Linked DNA regions of Triticum aestivum: region 2 is linked to region 1. Evidence: chromatin contacts called from public Hi-C data. All regions are on one chromosome and are shown on one strand. The core of a region is the stretch at or near the end of the contact, and the rest is flanking DNA. Distances in the headings are between cores, read along the strand shown.

What was found. A called contact is a pair of places that touch in the nucleus more often than the background predicts.
Region 2: a contact with region 1 is called in a Hi-C map of leaf, with 3 times the contacts expected there. The contact joins the promoter of LOC123129386 here to the promoter of LOC123129376 in region 1. A contact is called at or near these places in 2 of 5 Hi-C or Micro-C datasets (both in leaf).

Annotation. Positions count from the first base shown.
Region 1 is chr1B:434,681,737-434,688,663 of IWGSC CS RefSeq v2.1, reverse strand. LOC123129376 (protein DEHYDRATION-INDUCED 19 homolog 2) reads left to right here and starts at 5,290. Exons shown (of 5, transcript XM_044549568.1): 1 at 5,290-5,575; 2 at 5,678-5,835. The coding sequence starts at 5,494.
Region 2 is chr1B:434,869,255-434,875,399 of IWGSC CS RefSeq v2.1, reverse strand. It overlaps LOC123129386 (receptor-like protein kinase FERONIA), which reads right to left and starts at 4,367. Exons shown (of 2, transcript XM_044549574.1): 1 at 1,387-4,367; 2 at 226-793. The coding sequence starts at 4,066. The coding sequence ends at 1,388.

The DNA.
Region 1 (6,927 bases), core at 4,041-6,540:
ACACATCAACCAACTCTAATGTCACATAGATACTCCAATGTCACCGTGAGTATCCATGAGTAGATTATACGATATGCATCAAACAATTTCAGATTCATAATACTTAATCCAACACAAAGAACCTCAAAGAGTGCCCTAAGATTTCTACCGAAGAAACAAGGATGAAAACGTACATCAACCCCCATGCATAGATTACCCCAATGTCACCTCGGGTATCCGTGAGTTGAGTGCCAAAACATATATCAAGTGAATCAATATGATACCCCATTGTCACCACGGGTATTCATAGCAAGACATACATCAGGTGCTCTCAAATCCATAAAAGTATTCAATCCGATAATAACTAAATCTCAAAGGAAAAACTCAATTCATCACAAATAGGATAGAGAGGGGGAAACATCATATGATCCAACTATATTAACAAAGCTCGCGATATATCAAGATCATGCCAAATCAAGAACACGAGAGAGAGAGAGAGAGATCAAACACATAGCTACTAGTACAAACCCTCAACCCCGAGGATGGACTACTCCCTCCTCATCATGGTGGCCGCCGGGATGATGAAGATGGCCTCCGGTGATGATTTCCCCCTCCGACAGGGTGCCGGAACAGGGTCCAGATTGGTTTTTCGTGGCTACAGAGGCTTGCGGTGGTGGAACTTCTGATCTAGGGTTATTTCTGGGGGGTTCTGTATTTATAGGATTTTTTGGCGTTGGTTTCAGGCGAAGATGGGCTTCAAGGGGCCCACTACCCACCAGCACACGGGCAAGGCCCCTAGCATGCCCTGGTGGGTGGTGGCCACATCCTTCACCTTCCGGTCCTCCCATGAAGCTTCTAGTGCCTCTTTTGTTCCAAAAAAATCATCAAAAAGTTTTGTTGTATTTGGACAATTTTTATTTCTGCAAAAAAATAAAACCACGATAAATCTGTTGAAAACAACGTCAGTCCAGGTTAGTTCCATTCAAATCATACCAAATCCATATAAAATTGTTGTAAACCTGGCATGAATACTTCATACATTATAGATACATTGGAGACGTATCATATATCAAGTCTCGTGCCAGTGTGACTCCTGGGCTGGCGCGGGTAACACATCAATTGTGTGAATTGGTGTGTGACAACTTTGTTGCCAATACTCATTCACCGTCCATCCGAGATCCAATAACTCATCAATCAACTTACCACTTTGCGAGTGCTTCGTCATCTAGATATTGTTGATCAACAATCAGAAAAATGCTTCAAGTCTCATTCATTGTTCACTATGCAACAACACACTACCTTGTTTCCTTTCTACCTTTGCATTTCATTTGGACCGTAATGGATATATAGCCTTGGATTCCCAATGGAAACACTATCTATCTTGTAACTGGGTGACAATCCTAGCTGCCATGTTCCGTTGTCTTAGGGTGTGTTTGGTTCCAGAACCAAGTGGAATGTCATGGAACCGTCCATTCCTATGATTCCATCTTGGTGTAGGATGAAATGGTTCCTAGGGGTAGAACGCCAAAGTTTCCTCTATCTCCTTTTCTTACCAAACAAGCATCACAATCCCCTGAACTTGCTGCTGTCTCAGTGAATCTAAACTTGCCGCAATGAATCTGATGTCTGAACTAGCAACCGTAGTTAATCTAAACTTGCCACTGCCTAAAACGCCAACACCATCCCTGAACAAGCATCGACCACCAAAGCACGGACGCACGGTGACCGTGCTAGTTGGAGAGGAGGATGCCGGGAGGTTGGAGTTGGCCTCGGGCTTCCTCCCATCCCATCCATCCTGTCCCTCACGCCGAAGCTTGGCGGATCCAGCGTCCTTGCACACCACCATGCCGCCCGGCTGGATGTGATGCCCCCCGCAGCGAGCGGTTCCCTATGTCGCACGACTGCAGCTCCCAGCGGCGCGTGCTCAAGCACGACGGCCGGTCGGATGTGACACTCGTGATGTCGCACGACCGCGGCTCCTAGAAGCGTGTGCTCAAGCGCGACGGCCGACTGGATGTGACGCCCCCGGCAGCGCGTGTTGGATGCACAATGGTGGTGGCGGGTTCTTGCTACCACATTTGCCCCGCGACTTCATTGGTTTGTGTAGCAGGGGAGCGAGGTCGTGGGAACGGGCTGTTCCGCGTGCTCCGCTCGATTTCAAGAGACCTCTCGGGGTGAATAATCAGGGAATATGCCATTCCTTGGAATCGGTTGGTTCCGGTTCCTTCGATGATCCAAACGAGGAATGGGTCTTCAGGACAGACCCGACCCGTGCCGTTCCACATGATGACACAAACCAGACACACCATTAATTGGCATACCAGAGATTGACGCAAACCCTAGACTTTCTCATCATAAGACTGTTACTTTGCACTCTATTTTATGACTTTAAGGCATCTTCTGAACTTTAGTTTGTCAGGGTCTAACACGAAGCCCGGGGACATCGGCGGCAACAAGCGTGTGGGATCGGTGGATCGAGAAACATGCAAGATGGAACATCGGAATTGGGCATCCGTGCAAGTTCATGAGGTGGCTTAGGTAGACTCTGACAACTGGGCTGGCAAGGCATCCCGACCCTGTGATAAGAAAGGCTTGGCTCGAATTTTCCCATGTCTAGCTAAGTCGATTCGACTCGGGTTGATTCAACCCTTGCCGGTTGTTGGTGCCATCCGTCACCGTTCGACGCTTCTTCTGCCTTCTGTATCTAGCACTTCTTCCTTCTCCTTCACAACCCCAATCCTTTTTGTTGAGTTGCGTGTACGTGAATGTGTATGTTTGTTCTATATTTTTCAGAAAAGTCAAAAAACTGTGTTATTAATCTGGTTTCAACTGAGAATACAGAATCATGAAATACTTCTTTTTTTCGAGAGTACGCCAATGGCGTACCTTATCTTTATAGAAGGTAGAAAGAAAATGTACAAGAGAGGCTCGAGCTAGATGCTAGGATCTAAACTCGGCCAACACCCATTACACCCAAACCACTCTACTCTCTAAATCTACTCTCTCACAAAATGTGTTAAACCACCAACACCTACACCGGCTTGTCTCCATTGTTGTACTTCTCTGACTATGTCGTCAACCAATTCTCTTGGGGTTCGTTGTTGCTGTAACCTATTGAACACACACGCGTTCCATTGCTTCCACAACTCCCATCCGACCAAGATGACAAAAGTGTTGTAGCCTCTCTTTAGACCCTTAGGCATCCCCATCCTAGTCTCGATCCACCAATCGAGGAAGGTATCGTCCACCACCGGAGGCTGAATATTTAGGGTTAGGTCTTGAAAGCAGGTGTGCCACACCTGTCGAGCATAACCACATTTTACCAAGATGTGTTCGGCATTGTCTTCATCCTGCACGCATGTGTAGCAGGCGAACGGTTGATCTTGTAATCCATGCTTTGCCCTTTGGTCAGAAGTCCAGATACGGTGCTGCACAGCCAGCCAGATGAAGATCTTGCACTTCAAAAGTGCCCAACTTTTCCAGATGCAGGAGGCATACGGAGCCCATTCATCACCGAGGCATAGTCTTTGGTAGGTTGATTTGGCCGAGTATAAACCTAAAGGATCGGCAGGCCAAGAGAAGCAGTCCGAATTGCTCGGATCCCTTTGCACCGTATTAATGGCTAGATTCAGGTGCACCAGCTGTAAATGGCCAACCAAATTCAGCTCCCCATTGATATCATGCAGCCACCGACCATTCTCCAGCCCTTCACTGACCGTACGTTTATTCCTTGTGCGAGTGTCAACCAAAGCGTGAATCATGGGTGCAATATCATTCACCGCAAAGCCATGAATCCACCGGTCCCGCTAGAAGAGAACCTTAGTGCCCTCGCCCACCTCAATCTTGACCATGCTGTCAAAAACAGCTCGAGCATCCTCATCCTCTATCATGCGCAGGCCCCGCCAAGGTCTCTCTGAGTCTGTGCATTTCAACCATTCCCATCGGACCCTAAGTGCGAGCCCCTTCAACTTAAGGTTCTTGATGTCGAACCCTCCGAAGCACGTGGGCTTGCAGACCGCATTCCACGCTACCATGCAATTGCCACCCGAGACCTGATCCTTCCCCGCCCAGAAGAATGCTCTCATCCATTTTGTCAAGCTCCTCGAACACCCATGCCGGTGCGTCAGTGATCATGAAATGGTGGATAGGTTTCGCCGCGACCACCGACTTGACCAGCACAAGGCGCCCGGATCTTTGTAGCAGGCCACGTTGCCAACCAGGAGCACACTTCTTTGCTCTATCCAACATGGGCTGCCAGTCCGTCTTCTTTAGTTGATGTATGGCGAGTTGCAATCCAAGGTATTTGCAGGGAAACTTCCCCAACTCGCACTCCAGAAGGTTGGATACCCTGATCCTATCTTCCTCTTCACCGTGAATGAGAATAGCAGATGACTTTCCATAGTTAACCCTTAGCCCAGACGCATCTCCGAAAGCTTTAAGCGCCATGGTCACGAACCTGAGATCTACCTCGTTTGGCCTGACAAACAGAGCCACGTCATCGGCGTATATCGACACACTTTGATTAGGCCTGATGCCGGTAAATGGCTTCAGAACACCTTCCTCTGCGCCCTTAACCATGATGCAGGAGAGCGCATCCATCGCAATGATGAACAAAAGAGGGGACACCGGGTCGCCTTGTCTCAAACCTTGGGTGAGCCAGAAACTCCTGCCAGGTACGCCATTGACGAGTACTTTAGTAGAGGCCGTGCGCAGTAGGATGGCGATCCATGCTAACCATCTCTGTCCAAAACCTTTGCGCCTCATAACTTCAAACAGGAAGGGCCAAGATATAAAATCAAACGCCCTCGACATGTCTAACTTCAGGAACACCCCCGCTTCTTTACGTGCATGGATCTTTCTGGCCACTTGCCTCACAAGGAGGAAGTTGTCATGCAAGTGCCTGCCACATATAAACGCTGACTGATTGGCCATGACAATTTCCTTCATTCTTCTCCTTGCACGGTTAGCCAACATCTTGGCGAAAAGTTTAGCAGCGCTGTGGGTAAGGCTGATAGGACGAAAATCCCCAACCAACTCCACATCGGATTTCTTAGGGATGAGCAGAGGAAATACTTCTTCTCAAGTACTACTACCTAGAAATTCCGATTTCCCACTCTTCTAACCCTTTAATTAAGAAATGAAGGCCCCCCTGCTACGCTGCAACCATTTCGCAGCACCAACCATCAGTCACGTGACAGAATCTCACCAAAAATACCACCGCTGACAGCGACGCCCCACCGTGCAGTTACCAGTGGCTCACCGTAGACCAGGTGCAGGCACCCACCAACTACCACCCTCCCCCCACCTTTCCGTCCCATAATTCATTCCAATCACTCACACGCACCGACCCACACCGGAGCAAACGGCCAACAAACACCGCACGCTCGCGCGCACACCGAAGCAGTGGAAAGAGAGGAGCGGACAGAAAAGCCTGGAAAGCCAAAAAAGAATTCACCAGCACAAAGGGGAAAGGAGAGAGAGAGAGGCGAGGCTAGGGTTTCGTCCAATTCCGCCATGGATTCCGGCGACGCGTGGGGCCGCTCCTCCTCCACCTCCTCCTCCGCCGCCGCCGCGAGGCGCCTGCAGTCCCGCTACGGTACGATCGATCGGTCGGCCCGATTTCGCCCTCGGTGTTGGCCTCGTTGGTTTTTGATTCGACGTTGGGGCTGATGCGTGATTCGCTGTGGTCGTACGTCAGATCTGTACATGGGGTTCGACGACGCGGACGCCGGCGGGGACGAGGTGGAGGCGCGCGGGGCGGAGGCATACAACTGCCCCTTTTGCGGCGAGGACTTCGACTTCGTCGGGCTCTGCTGCCACATCGACGACGAGCACGCCGTCGAGGCCAAGAGCGGGGTATGTCGCCTCGCCCTTTCTGATGATTCGCGTTCTTGTGACTCGCTCGGCCGGGTCCCGTTTGAGCCTTTGAAATAATTTTTGCCGAAATGGGACATTTTACGCCAAGTGTCGTTAGGATGCGCCACGCTTCAGGACGGAAATGTTGATAATGGTGCAACTAAGGGACCTGTACGTTTTAGTGGTTCGGAAAATCCATTGTTCTTGTAATTTTGATATGGAATAGGTTTATTGCTCTGTAGATTGCTGAAAAGATGAGACTCTTGAATGTTCTGCTGGAGAATTCTTGTTTGTCTGTGGTAGTTCAGGTTGGAAATGTAGAAAACAAGTTACCTTTTGGGTGGCTGCGTTGGAACATTTTAGGAACCAACTCCTTTGACAGAGCTTTTTTATGGTGTTGCTGGTTGGAATTGCGGGATTTGGTTGGCCTCTGTCGTTCCTACAGGAGTCTTTATGAATCTAGTGATTATGATTCTTGGGAATTTTTTCTTTGGCCAGTTTGGTTATGGAATGTAGTTCCCTTGGGTTGTAGGAGTATTAGGTATTGTTGGTTCTGGAGTGAACGACTGGTGCAACTAGATGAAAGTCTGAAACAATTTTGTGTTATAGCTGGCCAATAAGATTGGCTGTACACAGTGGCAAATTGAGCATGAAAGTGGAGGATATGCTCAAAGCTTAATACACTAATCTGAATAAAGGAAATAAATATCAAATGTAGGCTTGTTGAATTTAAATTTTAGATTGTGCATCAAATAATCATGACATCAGTGAAATTCTCCACTTCTCCTAACATTCGTAATGAAAGTGTGAAGCGGTAACTTCTGAACAACAACCATCAACTTTGGTAAAATTCTTAGCATATAGCCCACTTGGTCTAAAATATAAGGCGCACCGGTTCGTTGAGATATATCTTTGACTAAACAGTTAAAAAATGTGGACTATCTTATACGAAATCGGTATTATTCAAAAGTTCATTCCAACACGAATCCAACAAGGTCATTTTTAAATCACACAATCCACATATTGTTGACCAATTAAATTCTTGATCAAAGATAATCTTGAGAAACATGTGCTATGTTTTACCTCCGTTCC
Region 2 (6,145 bases), core at 3,118-5,617, 190 kb before region 1:
ATATTTTCATTGATGGATTATGAATCGCCACTCTGCAGTTTATTAAGGGAATATGAGATGCTGATACAGTGATACTAGAAACAGTCGTATTGCATGATCGGGGAGGGCGGCGTTGAGGAGGGATCCATGACTCCTTCCCGCTCTCCATGTGAACAGGACCGATTCTTTCTTTGCGAGAAAGACTGAGATCGAGCTGGATAACAGCAGGAACGACAAGTTTGGTAATGAGAAGAAAATCGCTGGCATCCATACAGCAGAAACGAGATACAGGGCGACACGTCTCGTGGTTTGAGGCACAACTTGTGCTCGCCGTAGCTGGATAATATAATATGGCTGTGTTCTGCGTGTGGCTCCCTGCTCTCAAAACAGTTGGGCGAGACCCTCCTTCACTCCTTCCATGATCCGGGCACAACAGACTCCGGGCAAAGACGGAACTTGGGCAAGAAAGCTAACTGACATATGGAAGGAAGACCTAGGGCTACGCTACACAGAGGAAGCAAGACAGGCACATGATTTAGGGTTGGGCAGCATCATCGACCCCAAAACGTGCGGTTGGGCAAGAAAAAACGGAATAGCTCATAGTGAAACAATGCCGTCCATCCACCGGGAGATTTCACGATGCTGGCACGACGCGACGACTCGCACTCCACAGACCTGGACACCGGAATCATAGGAGTATTCAAGTGCTCCTTCTCTCCACGGAACAGCTGGGAGCCAGAATTATTCGACTCCACTCATTTCTTCTTTTCTTTTTTTTTGCGGGGAACTCCACTCATTTCTTCAGCGTGCACAGCTGTAAGTTTATACAGGAATCAAATAACAACATGGAAGACAGGCAGTCGGATGAGCAGAAATTATATACTCCTACTATATCGCTGGGAAGAAGGTGGGTTGATTGGATCAACATAGCAGAGTGGACCGTGCTCTACAGCTGACACAGGCTCCGGTTCAGCAACAACTACTACTTGTCAGCTGGACGCCGCAAAATGAAGTTTGTGATTGAACACAAGACGACATGCAACACAGCATATGCTTGAGCATGACTGGTAACAATCAACGTCAACACAACATGGATGATCCCGTCCCGTGTCAATCACCAGGATTCGGAAAGGAGCATGACATGAAGCCAAAAAGAAAAAGGAAAAGGCCGTGCACATCACTTTACTTGTCGGGTCAATAACACGTAGCAGCGGCGGTAGTTACACATGCTAAAAAGCAGAGTCAGTACAACGCTGAACAAGAAAAAAACAAGGCAATGCAGAAATGTCTAACGTGAAACAATACTCTGACCCCCAATCCATAACTTGCAAGATGGCACAAACTGATGAAAATAGACTCAATGAATAAATTAGGCCTCAAGGGCGACAAGCAGGCCCAGATTTTTACCTCACCGCCCCTTGGGGTTCATGATCTGTGAGAACACGGCGCTCGGCGTCAGCCCGTCCGAGTCGATGCTCGCGACACTTTGGTCGCCCATGCTTAGGGAAGTTGTCGTGGTCGTGGTGGTGCTTGAATCGATCGATGGGTCATTGGGATCCTTCTTTCCAGCCATCACCAGGGGAGTGCCCTCATCCGACATCCCACAGCCAAAGCTTCCGCTCTCCTCCGCACTTTCCTGCATCTGAAGAGCAAACTCCAAATTCCAAAGCACATCTCCCATCGAAGGGCGCTCGATGCCATTGTCGGCAACGCACTTCTCAGCTGTCTCGGCAAACTTCTTGAAGCACTGCGGAACAATCTTTCCCTTTAGGTAGGGATCAACAATCTGATCCAGAATTCCCTTCTTCTGGCAGTGCAATGCCCATTCTGCCAGGCTAACTTCTTCCTTTGCAAGAGTCGGGTTCAAGGCAGGCCGAGCACAGAGGACCTCGAACAGCACCACACCAAACGAATAGACATCAGATTTCTCGGTGAGCTGCTGCCTGCGGAAGTATTCAGGATCTAGGTAACCAAAACTGCCCTTGACAACTGTGCTCACATGTGTATGATCCATCGATGGCCCAGTCTTGGACAGACCAAAATCTGAAACCTTGGCGACCCATTTCTCATCCAGTAGGATGTTTGTTGTCTTCACATCACGGTGGATAATGGTGTGCTTTGCACCGGTGTGAAGGTAGTGCAGCCCACGAGCTGCACCAATGCAGATCTCCAAACGCTGCCTCCAGCTAAGCGGTGCATTCTGGGTCTTGTATAGGTGCTCACGCAGAGTTCCATGAGCCATGTGGTCATAGACCAGGATCATCTCATTCTTGTCCTCGCAGTAACCAATCAGCGACACAAGATGGCGGTGGCGGAGCTTTGACAGCATTTCAATTTCAGTCTGGAACTCATGTATACCCTGCTCAGACAAGGGATTGCCACGCTTGATAGCCACCTTAGTTGTGCCCCCATCGATCTCGCCCTGGTAAACTTTACCGAACCCACCAACACCAAGGATCCGTGACTCGTCAAAGTTTTTCGTTGCAGCCTTGATCTCTGCAAAGCTGAAATGGCGACACAGGTTCGATGGCAAAGATGAAGCAATACTCCCTGTAGCATGCGACTTGGCTGAGCTTGAAGTGTGTGAATTGCCATACAGCGACAACGGCAGCCAACCAGAATGGCCATCACTCATGCCAGTATCCTTGGCCGCTTTCCTCCGCCTCTTGCAAATGAAGCAGCAATATCCAAGTGCAAGCACTGCCAAACCTCCAATTACTCCACCAGCAATAGGCCCGACTAGTGATTTCTTCTTCCCTTGCCCGGTATGCGCCTGTGGATCAGCACTTGGGACAGGGTTTGGCCCCGCGAGGCTCCCATTACTAAGTTGCAGCTTGAACACCTCCATCCCATTGAGAATAGCATCATAGTACTGTGGCTTGTTCCGTATATCCGGATGAAGAGCCACCCAGAAATCCATAATCCCTGAACCCACAGTGCCGACCACATAATCCTTATACAATGGGGTGCCAGTACTAAGCGGATCCACCCACTGGATCACATCAGCACCTTCCACGGCAGTCTGGTTGTTGAGGTAAATGTTGAACACCCGCTGATTTGGCTTATCAATTGGGGATTGTATCTCACAGAAATGGAGCCTCACAAGGTATGTGAACCCAGCATCCACCTGCACTATCCAGGTGAGATTGTAGGCCAAGTTCACATTCTTGTCTATCCCCATTGATCGGGCCGTGGCATAGACATCCGAAGGCGCCATATATCCCGGCACACTGTCAGGATAGGTGATTGTGACATTGGGATCGTTCGGGTACGTTACCCCAGCCCCTGCACCATAAATGTAAGGCGTGTCGTCGTCCCATGACCGAGCCCCGCCGGAGTCCTTGGAAGGGGAGATCGCCTGGCCTCCGACGTTGAGCCGATACATGGTCTGCAGAGCAGCACCGGGATCCATCGGGAATGGCTGGTTGTTGCCGTCACCGGTGACGAAGAACGGTGTGGCGAGGTCAAAGAGATCCGGAGAGGAGACGACCTCGATGCCGTTGATGAAGGCGTAGGCGTTGGGGCGTCCCTTCTCCGGGGTGAAGGTGAGGTCGAGGGTCGGGCCAGTGACGTTGACGGAGAACTCCCGTACGAGGTAGGCGAAGTTGAGGGCCGTGGCGGTCTGGTAGGCGCTGAAGTTGGAGAGGAGCGTGACCTTGGCGGCCGGGACGGAGACGGAGAAGAAGGCGTCGGCCGCGTCGCGGTTGGAGTAGTTGGCCGGGTAGAAGTGCAGCCGGAGGAACTTGCGGCCGGGGCCGAGCGGGAAGGAGTAGGTGAAGGCCGCCGCGGAGACCCGCGCAGTGAGGTAGGGCACCTGCGGCACCGAGGGGTCCTGCGCCCCCGCGTCGGCCGAGGCGAGGTTCGGCGGCGCGTACTTGGAGCTGGCGTCGCCGCGCCACTCCCGGCCGTCCGTGTCGTTGCCCTTCCCCGTGGCGCCGCAGTCGAGCAGGATGTCGTCCCGCGGCACGAAGGGGGCCCCCGAGGGCGCGGGCGCGGTCGAGCCCTGCGCCCACGCCGCGGGGACAAGCGCCGCGCAAGCGGCGGCCGCGGCGAGCAGCAGGAGCGCGCATCTCGGGCCTCCTCCCATGGCGCGACTGCGAGCTGTATGTAGCTCGCTCTGCGTCTCCTCGCGGCTCACAGATCGCCCATCAAACAGCTCCCCCGGCGCCGATCTGGGGCAGATTTGCGCGCGGGTGGGAGCTGCTCGTGGTGGCTGAGGTGGGATTTGATGGGGAAGTGGCGGTCGCGGCGGTGGTGGTCGCGGTGGGGAGGAGGGAGGGGGAGGGTGGCGTCGAGGAAGAAGGGGGAAGAGGTTTCGAGGACTACGGGCGCGGCATTAAGCGGGGGGTCAGTGTGGTGGTAGAAGGACGCGGTGGCCAGCCGAGCTGAGGCTGCTGCAGTTGCCAAATGCAAGCTGTGAGCCAGCCGAGCCAGGGAACCCGGAACGGGGCAACGGGGTGAAGGGACCCACCAGCGACGGGGTCGGCGCAATCGGAGGAGACTTGCCTGCTACCTTCCCATGCTTCCATCCGTACTCCCGCCTACGTGCCTTGATTTGATTGGAAGAAAATAAGACCCGGTCCCACCCCCTGAAAATCAGGGGGGAGATGATTAGATTAGAAAAAAAAGAGAAAAGGACAGCCGTATAATGAAGTGGGAGCACGGATGGGAGCATGGAAAGGGAGCAGGCAAGCCGGATCCAAAGTGTCGTGCCGTCTCACAGAAAGCGAGAGGGCGACGCGGCGGGAGGAGGAAGGCGGGCGTAGGCCCCGCTAACATGGGTTCGGGGGGTCGTGATGTGCACTGTCCCGTCGAGAGGGAGAAAAGTATCCGCTGGAAACCAATCCTCAATAGAAACATGGAAACTCCAATATGAACCGAGTCTTGCTATACGCACGATTTTTGTCGGACGATTCTAAGACGACATGTTAGATCAACCACACATGCGCAGGATTGACTTTGCAAGGGCCGCTGGATTGTTTGATCGTCCGCAAGTCGGCCATGAGATGTCGTCCGTGGAGCAGTTTCGATATGAACCTCGTATGCCCGCAAACCGGACGAGAGCCGGCCATCCAAAGTCACCTACATACATTTAAACTGCATTTTTATTAACTGAATGAAATTCATTAAACATGGCGGATTCTATCAAAGTTTGGATAGAAAATAGCACAAATCATCCATACATAACATTTAGATAATATCTCTAAAAAAGCATTCAAATAATAGGTCTAGTATAATAAAAATTCAAATTTAATTAGATTAACCGGATGTTCAACAAATTTTCATGAACAAACCATGTCGTCCTACACATACCACCTCTTGAGCTTCATCCAGCAGTGTGTATGCGTAAATGGTCTGCCAGCTAGCACGTGGTGCATCACGGCAGCACGTACAGGCTACACGATGTGTAGAACAACATTGAGTGAATCAATCAATCAATCAACAAGTTGAGTAAGAACAAGCAAAACTTACAATCTCCTTGACCGTCGAGTGCAATGTAGCCACTTTGCCTCCAACATACCAAACGTGCCATAAAACTTGGTGACGGTGGTCTAGATGGTATACAATCGATACGCGCATTTGCGTTCATGGATGATGTGCATGTTGTATGGTGCAATGTGCTTTCATGCATGAAACGATTCATGCACGCGCTGCCAGAAGAGCCCTCTTCTGCTCCTACCTACCAAATACGTGGATACGGCCAACAACGCATCGAACAACAACTCATCCTCCCTGCTAGAGTACCCCGCCATCTTTCATACTCTAAAAAATGACATGATGTTCGAAAATAAGCTCAATGGCATTTGACCGAACACCTGTCTGGCATGGTGACCGCCATGTACGTCATCGACAGGGGGGCAGAGGTACCTGGTTATGGACGGATCCTAGGTGGACGACGTCTTAGTAGAAGGCGAGCAGGCGCGGGTGGTGGTTGCGGACGTCCGACAATGCCTGCGTGGCGGTCCGCGAGGTACAACGGCGATGTTGGCACTAAAACTGGCGGATCTCGGGTAGGGGGTCCCGAGCTGTGAATCTGGAACGATGGGTAACACGAGAGAAGGGACACGATGTTTTACCTAGGTTCGAGCCCTCTTAAAGAGGGAAAGCCCTACATCCCGCTTTGATTATATTGATGGAGTACTAAGTACAAGATGATCTACCTCAA